2 separate regions of the Mus musculus genome follow, and region 1 is linked to region 2. Evidence: chromatin contacts called from public HiChIP or PLAC-seq data. All regions are on one chromosome and are shown on one strand. The core of a region is the stretch at or near the end of the contact, and the rest is flanking DNA. Distances in the headings are between cores, read along the strand shown. Region 1 has its middle 12 kb from the start of Rgs8. Region 2 overlaps Npl (N-acetylneuraminate pyruvate lyase).

The links. HiChIP or PLAC-seq counts read pairs in DNA pulled down with a chosen protein or histone mark.
Region 1: an H3K27ac HiChIP or PLAC-seq map of embryonic stem cells shows a contact between it and region 2, with 5 read pairs. The contact joins two enhancer-like sites. A contact is called at or near these places in 1 of 39 promoter capture datasets (embryonic stem cells), 1 of 115 datasets of contacts at active chromatin or transcription factors (embryonic stem cells) and 2 of 9 other capture datasets (liver and pancreatic islet).

Annotation. Positions count from the first base shown.
Region 1 is chr1:153,637,187-153,644,110 of GRCm38.p6, reverse strand. No RefSeq gene overlaps it. Among named protein-coding and RNA genes, the nearest start is that of Rgs8, 12 kb to the left of the region's middle. Within about 2 kb of position 1,745, at least 103 of the 459 cell types and tissues checked have an H3K27ac peak or open chromatin away from gene starts, as enhancers often do. A contact at or near this core is called in embryonic stem cells, where this site is marked.
Region 2 is chr1:153,499,274-153,506,289 of GRCm38.p6, reverse strand. Npl (N-acetylneuraminate pyruvate lyase) reads left to right here. Exons shown (of 12, transcript NM_028749.1): 12 at 2,733-3,274. The coding sequence ends at 2,917. Among named protein-coding and RNA genes, the nearest start is that of Dhx9, 15 kb to the right of the region's middle. Within about 2 kb of position 4,054, at least 68 of the 459 cell types and tissues checked have an H3K27ac peak or open chromatin away from gene starts, as enhancers often do. A contact at or near this core is called in embryonic stem cells, where this site is marked.

The DNA of each region.
Region 1 (6,924 bases), core at 496-2,995, 140 kb before region 2:
ACAGAGCCCATCCAGGAACCAGATTCCTTACAAAATAGTCTCTCTCTAGTCTTTAAAAAATAGTTATTTTTAATCCTTCAGTTATTATTAAAATAGGTGTCTGAGCAAGGCTGAATTCATCAAGCTCAGATATAGTTCAAAATTCAGATACCCAGAGAAGGGAGGCCACCTAAGGAGAGCCCTTCCAAAGGGCTTCTAGAATAGGGTTCCATTCTTGTGAAAAGATAGAAGTAAAATATTCTGCTTTCCCAACACTAAAATCTACACACATGCACACACACACACACACACACACACACACACACACACACCTTTAAGATTCCCACAGCCAAGAAGTCTTACAACCTGTGTGTGTCTGAAATGAGGTAAGGTTGGTGACTAGCCCCCCCACCTCCACCTCCACCTCCACCCCCACCACTGCCCCCTACCAAGTCTATCTTCCTGAAAATGTAAAGCTACAGCAAAAACATTTGCATTCTCCAGTTTGTATAGTGTGGTGATGGGTCTTCATTGCCAGGAGTCATTTGCATGCTCATTAAAATGATTTGAACTGAACTGGGAGAAAGGTTGGTGCACACTCGTGATAGCCCAGCGTTATCATGGTGGCTGCAACTCAGAGAATCCAGTGTGACACTGTACCCACCGGGAAGAATGACCCAAATGACCACTAGAAGGGCTGAAGGCTGAAGCAGCCTGTTGAAGCTGAGCACATTTGAATGTTTCTGGCTCTGTCCTCCCCTGCTACTCTGTTGTGGGTCCCCATGACTATTCCTAAGCAGGTTGAGAAAAACAAAATGTAAAATCCACTGAGGAGAAGGGAGAAAACTGGAGCCTCGCATACCTGCAGAGGGTTTGACAGGACTGCTGTCAGGGTCAGTTGTGGCGCCGATGCCTGTAGTTCCTGAACTCGGGAGGATCAAGATGAGTCCAAGGCCATCTTGGGCTATATAGTTTAGGCCAGCCTGGGCTACAGGTGAGGCCCTGTCTCAAAAAACAACAAACAAACAAACAAACAAGCAAAGTTTGTGTGACTTTAGGCAAGTGACTTGATCCCTCCGTGCCTCGGTTTTTTGAATGCACTAAATGGGAACCACACACAAATTAAATCGGTGCACACACAAACAGCGGTAGTGAAGGTGTAGTTACATATATTCAAATGTCAAGGAGGGCTCAAATTTACTGTGTGTCTGTGAGAAGAGAGGATGGCAGAAGAGATGAAAATACCTGGAAGAAACTAGGTTCGTTTCCTTTTTTTAATAATTCTGAGAAGGTTAAAGCCAAAGACGGGTTACAGCAGGGGCGTTCTAACTGAATCTAGATGAATCGCATTTGCCGATTCATCTCTGTAGCAGAAGCCTCCTCTCTGCCTGTACTTTCAGATCTTCATCCCAGAGCCAGAGGTTTCAGGACGCCACTGAGGCAAGCCTTCATTCACATCCTTCCTTCCACCTGGGATTAGAAACATTGGCCAGGCAGCCACAGCTAAATGGCTTTTCTTTTCCTGGCATCGAGCCGTATTTAAAAGTCAAGAAAGGCATTTATTTGGTTGGTTTGTGGGGGAAGGAGGAGGATGGGGGGCGGGCAACAGAGATAGGAAAAGCAAGGGTTTCTGGAAACAGCTCCTTCCTGGGAGCAGAGTTTAGCTAGGAGAGCCAAGCATCCTTGGCGTGGGGCCCGGGGACTCTCCTCACTCCCAGCCCCCAGGGACTGACACTTGCCACAGGGAAAGTTGAAAACACTTCTCAGAGCAGTCTAGACATGCGCCATATGTTTGTGTCCTCAGAAACTTCCATGCAGATCCCAGTACTGTGGCTCTCCGAGAGACTTGGTTGCTGCGGGGGTTCATCGGAATCCAGAGAGCGCCCTGGGGATGGCCATAGGGCTTCCGAATCCCGGAAAGCATTCAGGGAAAGCCCGGGAGTGGCCCTCGGAGTGCCACAAGCCTGGGGCCTTCCTGGCAGAGAGGATATCTTATTCCAGCAGCCAAAAGTTCTCAGATCTAAAGAAAGAGGTCCCTTGGGGACTCTAATGAATGCTGTGCTCCAGCAGGGCCAGCTCAGCTCAGCTGTTTGATTAATGTCACACGAGAAGACTTGAGGCAATTTTAACATTTGAGCAAAATCTTTACAGGGTGTCTGCCCAGGATGAGATCTGGCGCCTCACACCCCACCGAGGAAACTGCAAGCCTTCAGGGAGATGGGGGTGGAGGGGTGTGGGGGGCCCCGGGCCAATGAAAACAGCCCGGGCCAAAAGAAAACCTGTGAAGGGTCTGTCTATGCCTCTGCTCCCGAATCTTGGGGGCACTGCAGCCAAGCCCTGGGAGCCCACTGAGGCTCCATCTGCTGCTTGCCAATTCTGCTCCAGCCAGGAGGAGGGGGAGGGGCCCCCAGCTGTTAGACCGGGTCCCGCCCTGCTATTGGCTGATACCTTTTCAAAAGCTTTTATGAAACTGCTGTTGCTGGGAAGCAGCTGAAGCCATTTGCCCTGGAAAATGGAAGGAAGCAGGTGTGACCACTCACCCCAACCTGACCCTCCCAAACATCCGCCCCGCCTCCTCTGCCGGGTGCCTTACTTTGTTCCTGTACGCCTCTAAGAGCCCAACCATGCCTGGCTGGCCTAAGCATTTCTCCCCTCTCTCCCTAAATGCAAGCAAGAACATCATTCTTGGATTTTTCCTGGAGGAAAGGAAGTGCGGTCCAGAGACGAGTTCCAGGGGACACCATGGATACAGCCTTGGGATGATCCTGGCTTCGAAGGTGCAGAACGGATCTTCCATCTCCTGGGCTTTCGTGAAATAGCCAAGCTTCCAGGAGACCTGGGAAGACCCAGAACTTTTCTTCGCTTTCATTTTTTTCATAAGCGCACAAAGCCAAAACACATCCCCACAAGTTGATGGAATCTCTGTTTGCTACCTGGCAAAATATATTCGAAAGAAATTTGAATTCTAGATTTTGCATTTAAAAAGACTCATATATAGAAACAGCCAGAGGACTACTGACTTTGCAGAAAATTGATACACTAGAAAGAAATAATTATTTGAGGCTTCATAGTATGTAGTGGGATTCGAGGTCAGGTTTTTCAAATCTGAGTCCAGTATTCTTTGCAGACACCTCTGTTTACATGTGTATTTACATGTTTATATGTGTGTGCAGTTACCATGTGCCATACTATACACGTGCATGCATACATATGTGCATATAATATATACATAATATATACATTAATACATATACAGTTTTGCCTATTCTTTTGAGACAGAATCAAACATTATAGCCATGATGAGCATGAAACTTGAACTTGTGGCAAACCTGACTCAGCTTAAGCCTCTCGATTTTAATGAATGAATTATATACACTATATAGCATCATAACAAATTCATCATAAAAATTGTCCAGTGTGTCATTTTTCTTGTCAAAACATAGTATTTAGGCCTCCTTCACACAGCTGTAGCTCTGCCCCAAAGGCAAACTAAGAGAGCCAGTAGCACCAAGGTGGTCCAAGGCAGGCCATTTGAACTGATGGGCCACAGACAAGCATGGTTTATGTTTGAGCAGAGTTGTGGCATCATAGTAGAAGGCAACAAGGTGCCAGACACAGAGAAGGCAAATGAAAGTTATCATCTCCTTATACCATACTCATGCCCAAGCTTCCTTTGGGACAGTTGCAACTTTGTGTCCCTTAAAGCACTTGATGTGTCATAGAAGAGGTTCCTAGGATGCCCCAGATCTTCCCTGCTTTTCTGTATGGTTCTTGGATTTAAATATTTGTGTTAGGCTGGGCAGGACGGTGTATGCCTTTAAGCCCAACACTGTGGGAGGCAGAGGCAGGCAGATCTCTGTGAGTTGGAGGCCAACCTGGTCTACATTTTGAGTTCCAAGCCAACCATGGCTACCTAATGAGATCCTGTCTCAAACATAAACTAGTTTATTAATTATTTGTCATAGTATCTCAAAGGCCAAGAAGTCAACCAACTAACCTGACAAATAGGAGATCATTAAGATCGAAACTTAATGAAATTCTTCCTATATAAAAACAAATCTTCCAATAACTTCCTACAATGATCTAAAACACGTTTTTGAGAAAAGATCTCAGGTAGCCCAGATTGGTCTCAAATCCACTAAGCAGTCAAAGATGAATTTGATTTTCTGGTCCTTATAACCTCAATCTCCCAAGTGCTAAAATTACAAACTAAAATTTAGCCCTGGATAAATTTAAGAGTGTGTGTGTGAGAGAGAGAGAGAGAGAGAGAGAGAGAGAGAGAGAGAGAGAGAGAATCAGAGAGACAGACAGACAGAGACAGAGAGACAGAAAAAGAAAGAGAGAGACAGAGAGGCAGAGAGAGACAGAGAAGAATGGGTTTGTGTCAATATCCATGTATGGGCGTGGATGCAGAAGTGAGAGTCAAGGTGTGTTGTCTTCCGCAGCCACACCCTGCTTTACTTTTTGACACATTGTGTCTCCTGTACCTGCAGCTTGTGATTCAGCTCTGCTGACTGGCCTATGAGCTTCGGGGTTTCCTCACAGCCCTGGGGTTACGGATGCAGGCCTACCACTGTACAGTCTTTATGTGGCTGCTGGAGATGCCAACTCAAGTCAGCACTTTACCAACTGAGCCATCTCCCCAGCTCAAAATTCAATTCTTTAACTTTGTTATTTAAGCCCTAAATGGTAACCATAACGGGAATTTCATAGCAAGTCAAAAGTATAGGTCACTTGGAGGCAACTCAACGTGTTGAAAGGGATGAAAACTTGGCTCGTCAAGTTTGATCAAAGATGCTCAAACCTACTGTCCTTCTCTGACCGTCCACAGTGACCATAGCATAGAGCCCAGTGAGCCACCTCTATTGGGGGCACAATGGGTGGGTCATTGGAATGTTCACAGTGACAGATGGTCAGGAGCACTTGGGGTGTGGTCTCATCTGTGCATTCACTCAACACCCACCTAAGCTCCCTTTTGATCCCTTTAGTACCTATTATGTGTAGCACAACCTGCAACATGGCCAAGCTGGGTGTTCTGAGTGGCCCAGACGACAGCAGATACAGTTCTGAGCCTGTGTTCTAACCCAAATTGTCCCAAGATCTTCTAAACTCTTCTAGTTCTCTCTGGAAGGAGTGAAACACTCTCTCCTGCCACTCATGTTGGGTAAGGTGCCTGTGTCATAGCGAAAGCTGCAAACCAGGAGTTTTCCTGGCAAAGTTGGGACACTTCCATTACCTCAAGAGAAGATGATGCTACTGGGGATAATGAACTACTAGTGTCCTCAAAATCCTGATGCCACCCACACTGCACCCCGAGCCCCAACTCAAGAGTTGAGGCAGCAGATAGAAGCACTAATTTACCTCTAGTGAGGAGTAGGGTCTAAGGGGATAATTGCTCAGACTTAAGCGAAGTTAAAGAGTATCTCTTGGTTTTGTGTCAATTCACCACAATTAGTGAGTTTTTATGGCTGAGTTTTCTCCTATTTCATGGTCAAAGCAACCTCACACTTTCTTCCTCTGTTCTAAAGGGGAATACAGAACCAATACCAATTATAACCTGATTAGCTGGAAAAAAAAATTGGGCCAGCATAGGGTCACGGATAATAACCTCGGATGAGTCTGCAAATCATTTAACTGTGCCTCTCTGTCCTATATTTGCTTTGGTGAGCGCAGTTCAGGGTGCACTCACCTCTCTAATTAACTCTTTGTTTGCATTCCCTCAGCACATGCACCGGCAGAGAACTCAGGGAGGCACATTGTCATTGTCATAGAGTGGGCTGCGTATGTTGAGAGAAACTGCTTGGAAACAAAACTTCGTGGGAGTGAAGCCACAAACTGCAGGCTTCACTTCACAAATATTTATCAAACATCAACAAATGGCAAGACTTGGTTTCACTTGGTTTCACCGGAGACACAGAGGGGTGAGATCATCTTTGCTGTGAATGAGCTTGCCATCTTCTTAGGAGGTGTCTTAGTCAGTGTTCTATTGCTGTGGAGACACACCATGACCCAGGCAACTCTTATAAAATAAAGCCCTTAACTGGAGCTGGCTTACAGTTTCAGAGGTTTCGTCCATTATCATCATGGTAGGGTACATGGCAACAGGCAAACACGGAGCTAGAGGAGCCAAGAGTTCTACATCTGGATCTACAGGCAGAAGGAAGAGAGAGCCACTGGGCCTGGCTTGAGATTTGGAAACCTCAAAGCCCACCCTCTAGTGACACACTTCCTCCAACAAGGCTATACCTACTCCAACCAGGCCACACCTCCTAGTCCTTCTCAAGTAGAGCCATTCCCAACATGACTAAGCATTCTAAAAGCTAATATACGAGTCTATGGATTGTTCTTATTCAAAGAAACACAGGAGGAGAGTACACAAAGACTTTACCTTTATACAAAGATTTCACTGGAGCCCAAAGAGTGCTGTGTAACCAGAATGCCCACAGGACACCAGTGGCTTCTGATGTTGTAGGACTCAGAGCTGTTCCTTCAGTAACCATAGTGGTATGGACTTAGACATTCCCTTTGCTGCTAGGCACAATACCACATGCCTGAAATCCAACTTTTTGGAGGGCATAGTTAGGAAGATCAATGTTCAAGGCCAGCCTTGACTACATGAAACCCTGTCTCAAAAAAAGAAAGCAAAAACCCAAACCAAAAAAAAAAAAGCAGATGTTGGGGCCTGGGGGGAGAGAGAGGGAGGAAGGGAGGAAGGGAAGGGAAGGGAAGAAGGAGGGAGGAAGGCAGGAAACTGCTTTTGCTCTAAACTGTTGACCCACTTAGACCCTCAAGGTTCGATGAAAGCAGCACACCTCTGCCTCCATTTTGTTTAGTTCCTTTGCTCACTCATTTGCGACAGGATGTCACGAGGTAGCCAAAGCTGATCTCAGATAAGTGAGCAGTCTACCCATGTCTGCCTCCTGGGTGCTGGAACCTAAGGTATGT
Region 2 (7,016 bases), core at 2,805-5,304:
GTTCATTAGCACTATTGTTCCTCTGTTCTAACCAATACTTTTCACAAGATTATGATTTTGATATAATAATTATGTTTCTAAAGTACATTAAGGTAGAAAATTTAACTGCAAAGTGAGGTGTGGTAGTATTTGTCTGTAATCCCAGCAAGAGATAATGGAGGCCAGAGGACCAAACGTTCAAGGCCATTCTTGACTACATAAGGACTGGCTGGACTATAGAGCCTGTCCAATTAAATAATAAAATGAACTATAAATAAAATGACTAATACCAGCCCCGTAAAAGGAGAATAAGGGGATTTCCACAAGTTCCAGCTCAACCATGACTTACATGGTTCAGGACAGCCAAGGATCTAAAACCTGATCTCTAAGAGGGTTTTAGGGGATGGAGAGATGGCTCAGTGGTTAAGAACACTGGCTGTGCCGGGCGTGGTGGCATACCCCTTTAATCCCAGCACTTGGGAGGCAGAGGCAGGTGGATTTCTGAGTTCGAGGCCAGCCTGGTCTACAAAGTGAGTTCCAGGACAGCCAGAGCTACACAGAGAAACCCTGTCTCGAAAAACAAACAAACAAAAAACACTGGCTGCTCTTTCAAAGTGCCCAGGTTTGATTTTTCAGCACCCACAAGGTGGCTTACAACAGTCATAACTACAGTTCCAGGGGATCTGACACACTTCTGGCCTCTGTGGACACCAGGCACTCATGTGGTTCACAAATATATATGAAGACAAAACACCCATACACATAAAATGAAAATTTTGGAAAATAGGTGATGGGGGAGATAAAAAGGCTGATATGATGGCTCACTGGTTAAGAATGTTTTACATGGACTGGAGAGAAGGCTCAGCAGTTAAGAGCACTGACTGCTCTTCCAAAAGTCCTGAGTTCAAATCCAAGCAACAACATGGAATTCTTTAAAAAAAAAAAAAAAAGAATGCTTTACACTCTATCAAAGGACCAAAGTTCAAATTCTAGCACCCTCGTAGAATAGAGCTGCCCACAATAGGTCCAATGGATCCAACACCCTCTATTGATCTATGAGTGCACCCACCCTTACACATGTGCCATGCACACACACATAAGTAAATTTTTTTTTTTTCGAGACAGGGTTTCTCTGTGTAGCCCTGGCTGTCCTGGAACTCTGTGTGTAGACAAGGCTGGCCTTGAAATACATTTTTAAAAAATAAAATAAAATAAATAAAAATTAACATCAAGAGGGAAATTATGTAAGTGAGATTTAGTTAGTTAGTTAGTTAGTTAGTTAGTTAGTTAGTTAGTTAGTTGTAGTTAGATAGTTTTTTCAGAACAGGGTTTCTCTGTGTAGTCCTGGCTATCCTAGAACTGGATTTGTAGACCACACAGGCCTGGAACTCAGAGATCCACCTTCCTCTGTCTTCCACGTGCTGGGATTAAGTGCACCACCACCACCCAGCTCTATTATTTATTTTATATTTGTTCTTTTTGTTTGTTTGTTTGTTTGTTGTTTTTTCAAGACAGGGTTTCTCTGTGTAGTCCTGGCTATCCTGGAACTCACTTTGTAGACCAGGCTGGCCTCGAACTCAGAAATCCGCCTGCCTCTGCCTCCTGAGTGCTGGGATTAAAGGCGTGCGCCACCACTGCCCTGCTTGTTCTTATTCTTATGTGTAAGAGTATTTTTGCTGCATATATGTCTGTGTACCACATGTGTGCCTTGTAGCCAAGCAGGCTAGAAGTGGTCCTGGATTCCCTCAAATTAGAGTTACACATAGTTGTGAGCTGCCAAGTGGGTGATGGGAATTGAACCTAGATCCTCTGGAAGAGTAGCCAATGCTCTTAACGACTGAGCCAACTCTTTACCTACATACATCCCTTAACTCCTGGTCCTTATGCTCCACCTTGGTGCTGGGGTTATTGGTATGTTCCACTCCGCATGGCTCCTTGCTTTGAAGGTTGACTTTGTGGGGTTTATGTTGGTTTCATTTTATTTATTTAATTGAATTAGTATGTGTACCATAGCCCACATGTGGATGTCAGAGGCCAGTTTGAGGGAATCAGTTCTCTCCTTCCATCATGCAGGTCCTTGGGATTGAACTTGGGTACCTTGGCAGCTCTGCCATTACCTGCTAAGCTATATTGTATGCTCCAGCCTTGGCTCTTTGTGTTGTTCTATTTTGCTTGTTTGTTTATTTATTTATTTACGGTAAAGCAGAGACTTGAACTCAGGGACTCTTATATACTAAATAAGCACTCTACCACAGATGCTATCTCATTTTTAGCTGTGTGTTGGGGCCGGGTTGGGGATGGTGGAAGTATGGGTATTTGTATATAAGTACAGTACCCACAGAAGAGGGAATTGAATCCCCTGAAACTGGAATTACAAAGGGTTTCAAGCCACTCTACATTGGCTACATTGGTGCTGGGAACCAAACTGGTGTCTTCTGAAAGAATAGGGGATGCTTCTAAATGCTGGCCATCTCTTAAAAGCCTTGAAAGGAGGGATCCCTATTCTACTCTGTATGTTTAGGACAGGGTCTCGTGTAGCTAAGACTTACTTTAAGCTCTGGTTCCCCTATCTCTGCCTCCCAAGTGCTGGGATTACAGGTGTGGACACCATGCCCAGCTCAGGCAACCTAACTACAAGTGTTCTCACTTTTTAGGTTTACCAGGTTTTATAGTAGAGCCTTACTCTTCTTTGGGATGTTTGTGGGGAAGTGGGCAGTACAGGATACATCTCACCCTTTGTTTTTCCCATCTAGGTTTTGGAGTGTCGCAAACCAAAGCCATCATGACGCTGGTCTCTGGGATTCCAATGGGCCCACCCCGGCTTCCTCTGCAGAAAGCCACCCAGGAGTTTACTGCTAAGGCTGAGGCCAAGCTAAAGAGCCTGGATTTCCTTTCTTCCCCTAGTGTAAAGGAGGGGAAGCCTTTAGCTAGTGCCTGATAAGTCTGGGTGTGTAAGCTTAGACTTATCTATCTTCAATAGTACATTCTTTTCTCAGGGACTTTTTTAGGTGAATTTGAACCCATCTTTATTTTAGGAAGTAGAATCCCACACCAATCAAATATTGATTATGAACCTAAACTTTTTTGTTATAAAGGAGTCACAAGCTCTAAGTCATTCATTTTGTAAAATTATTATAGAGAAATCTCTACTTATACAGATGCAATGGAACCAAGTGAAAATTGTAATAGTAATTACAATTATTAATTAATTACATTAATTAATATAATTCATATCACTATATTAATTGCTACATTGGTTATATTATTGCTGAATAAATTTCACCTGCCTTTTGGGAGCACTTATTGTCTTAATCTTGTTTCAAAGGTTTATAATTTGAGTATTGTCTTAGTTAGGGTTTTATTGCCACAAAGAGAAACCGTGACCACAGCAACTCTTACAAAGAAAAGCATTTAGTTGAGATTGGCTTACAGTTCAGAGATTTAGCGCATTATTGTCATGGCAGGAATCATGGCGGCATCCAGGCAGACATGGGACCGGAGAAAGAGCTGAGATTTCTACATTTGGATCCGCAGACAACAGAAAGAGACAGTGAGTCACCAGGCCTGGCTTGCACTCCTGAGACCTGCTTGTGGGTCAGGCTGTGAACTCTCAGCTGTTGCTGCTGCCACACTTTTACCCAGCTATCAGGGACTCTTAACTCTAAAACCATAAGCCCAAGTAAACATTTTTCCTGTAGAAGTTGCTCCAGTCATGGTATTTTGTCACAGGAACATAAAGTAATTAAGACAGTATTGGCCAGGTGTGGTGGCGCATGCCTTTAATCCCAGCACTCGGGAGGCAGGGGCAGGTCAATTTTTTAGTTCGAGGCCGGCTTGGTCTACAGAGTGAGTTCCAGGACAGCCAGGGCTATACAGAGAAACCCTGTCTCGAAAAACAAACAAACAAACAAACAAAAAAAACAACAACAACAAAAAAAGACAGTATTTGAGTCGCGTCTTTCTAGATCCTCTAAAATAGGACTCTGCCAAATTGAGAGGGGTTCATTGACAGTGGAGTCTCCTGGACTGGTGCTGAGTCAGATGTCTTCCTTTTAGGAACTTCCCTCTGCACACCAGGAGCCTCTTCTGGCCACACTAAGCCTTGCAGTCTGTGGGCTGAGCAGGTTTTCCTCACACTCCTAGAAACTCCCCAGTTTATACAACCCCCACCCCATCCTGTCTAGCCGGGGTGGGTGGGGGGAGGGCAGTGGTCTTCTGGGAACTAAGTGCAGGCCTGAGATCTGTACAGAAGGAACAGCCTCTGCTTGCAAACCCAGCTCAGCATTAACCCTGCTGGAGGGGGGTAGTTAGGGAAGTCAGACATTCAAGAATTCTTATTTCAACATCCATGATCTTTGCCCTGTCGAGGATTAGATTCTCAGCTGGCTGACTTCAGGCTCAGGGCTCTTACTGCAAGGTTGCTCTGAGTCACCTGCTCAGCTGCTGGCCACAAGGAGTGGGCCCTACCACCGTGGGTAGCCTTTACTACCAGAGCCAAGCTGTCCCCTGAGCTTCATCTGTCCACATCTGGTCTTTGCGTTCTGCCTCCTGCAGCTGTCGTCCTTCCTCTGCAAGCCTGGCAGCTTGACCAGAGGCTCTAGCTCTTGGGAGAGTCCCTTGAATCAGGCCCCTAGGGCTGCTCAGTCCTACTTCCTTCTCAAGATGGAATCTTGCCATGGCCCTCTGAATCCTGGTCTTTGACAAAATGAACTTCTCTGCTTCGGCAAAGAGGTGAAGAAGTCACTATCTCACCAAAGTCCCAATTAGACTTAACTAAAAAACAAAACAAAAAACCAAACCAAACCAAAAAAACTTACACTGCCAAAAATAGGACTGGTTTTTTGTTTGTTTGTTTGTTTTGTTTTGTTTTGTTTTGTTTTTCAAGACAGGGTTTCTCTGTATAGCCCTGGCTGTCCTGGAACTCACTTTGTAGACCAGGCTGCCTCTGCCTCCCGAGTGCTGGGACTAAAGGCGTGCGCCACCATACCCGGCTCAAAAATAGGACTCTTCAACAAGGTATCTTGCCTTACTTTTTGTTTGAATCTTTAAATTCCATTTGTTTGTTTGTTTGTTTAGTGTATGCGGGAATTGGAGAACAGCTTGGAGTCGTTGGTTCTCTCCTAATGTACAGGTTCTGGAAATCCAACTCGGGTTGTCAGGCTTTGTGGCAGGCACTGTAAACTCCAGATCATTTCACCTACCCGTCTTAGTTACTTTTATATGGTCGTGATAAGACATGGTGGCCGGGCTGGTGAGATGGCTCAGTGGGTAAGAGTACCCGACTGCTCTTCCAAAGGTCCAGTGTTCAAGTCCCAGCAACCACATGGTGGCTTACAACCATCCGTAACAAGATCTGACGTCCTCTTCTGGTGTGTCTGAAGACAGCTACAGTGTACTTACATATAATAAATAAATAAATCTTTAAAAAAAAAGACATGGTGGCCAAGGCAACCTATCAAAGTAAGCTTTTAATTCAGGGCTCATGGGTCCAGAGGGTTAGAATCCAGGATCAGCAAGGCAGGGAGCAGATCGCGGCAGCAGGCTGGCAAGGAAGTGTGGCACCGGAACTGAGAGCTTACATCTGTTCCATAAGTGTGAGACATCAAGAGAACTAGGAATGGCTTGGGCTTTTGAAACTTCAAAAGTCACCCCTAGTGACATACTTCTTCCAGTACAGTCACTTCAAATACTTCTGTCTTAGGGTTCTGGCAACTCCTTTTTTTTTTTTTTTTTTTTTTTTTTTTGGTTTTTTTCGAGACAGGGTTTCTCTTTATAGCCCTGGCTGTCCTGGAACTCACTTTGTAGACCAGGCTGGCCTCGAACTCAGAAATCAGCCTGCCTCTGCCTCCCTAGTGCTGGGATTAAAGGCGTGTGCCACCATGCCCAGGCCAAAGTACAGGCATACTTGCAGGCATGATGCTGTACACATAATAAATAAATCTTAAAAACAAAACAAGAAGGCCAGTTTTTGTAGCATCCCCTCCCCAGCCTGAAACCTGTTTGCTCAGGTTTCACTGTTTGCATGGGGTGGAGCTTGCCGCTCAATCGTTCTGTCACGCCCACTGCTGGAGCTTGCCACCTTGCTGTTCCAGAGCCATACACTTGGTCGCTCTACAGCTGGACTCCAGGATTATTTGGCCCGGATCGGCCCCTCCCCCTCCTTCATAACTGAGTGTCGGAATAGTAAAATTGAGCTTTGATCAGAATGACTGTCTTAGCTATATCTTTCTCTCGCTCGCCTAGCTTCCTCTTCTCTTCCAAGTTTCCAAGATGCCTTTCCAGACTAGAACCCAGACATGTGAGCTGCTGGCCAGACACAACTTTTTGTTGTTGTTGTTGTTGTTGGTTTTTGGGGTTTTTTTGTTTTTGTTTTTGTTTTTCGAGACAGGGTTTCTCTGTGTAGCTCTGGCTGTCCTGGAACTCACTCTGTAGACCAGGTTGGCCTCGAACTCAGAAATCCACCTGCCTCTGCCTCAGGCGGATTTCTGAGTTCGAGGCCAGCCTGGTCTACCTGGGAGTTCCAGGACAGCCAGAGCTACACAGAGAAACCCTGTCTCGAAAAACCAAAAAAAAAAAAAAAAAAAAAAAAAGATAGACCCAGGCCTGATAGTTTTAACTATCATATTTCATTTTTTAAAATGATTTATTTATGGAGGTCTGGAAAGATGGCTCAGAGGTTAAGAGCACTGACTGCTCTTCCAGAGGTCCTGAGTTCAATTCCCGGTAACCACATGGTGGCTTGCAACCATCTGTAGATCTGTAGTAGGATCTGACACCCTCTTCTGGAGTGTCTGAAGACAGTGACATTTTACTCACATAAAATAAAAAATCTTTAAAAAAAAACGAACAGATTTATTTATGTATATGAGTACACTGTCACTGTCTTCAGACACACCAGAAGAGGGTATCAGATCCCATTACAGATGGTTGTGAGCCACCATGTGGTTGCTGGGAATTGAACTCAGGACCTCTGGAAGAGCAGTCAGTACTCTTAACTGCTGAGCCATCTCTCCAGCCCTTGTCCTACATTTCAAACA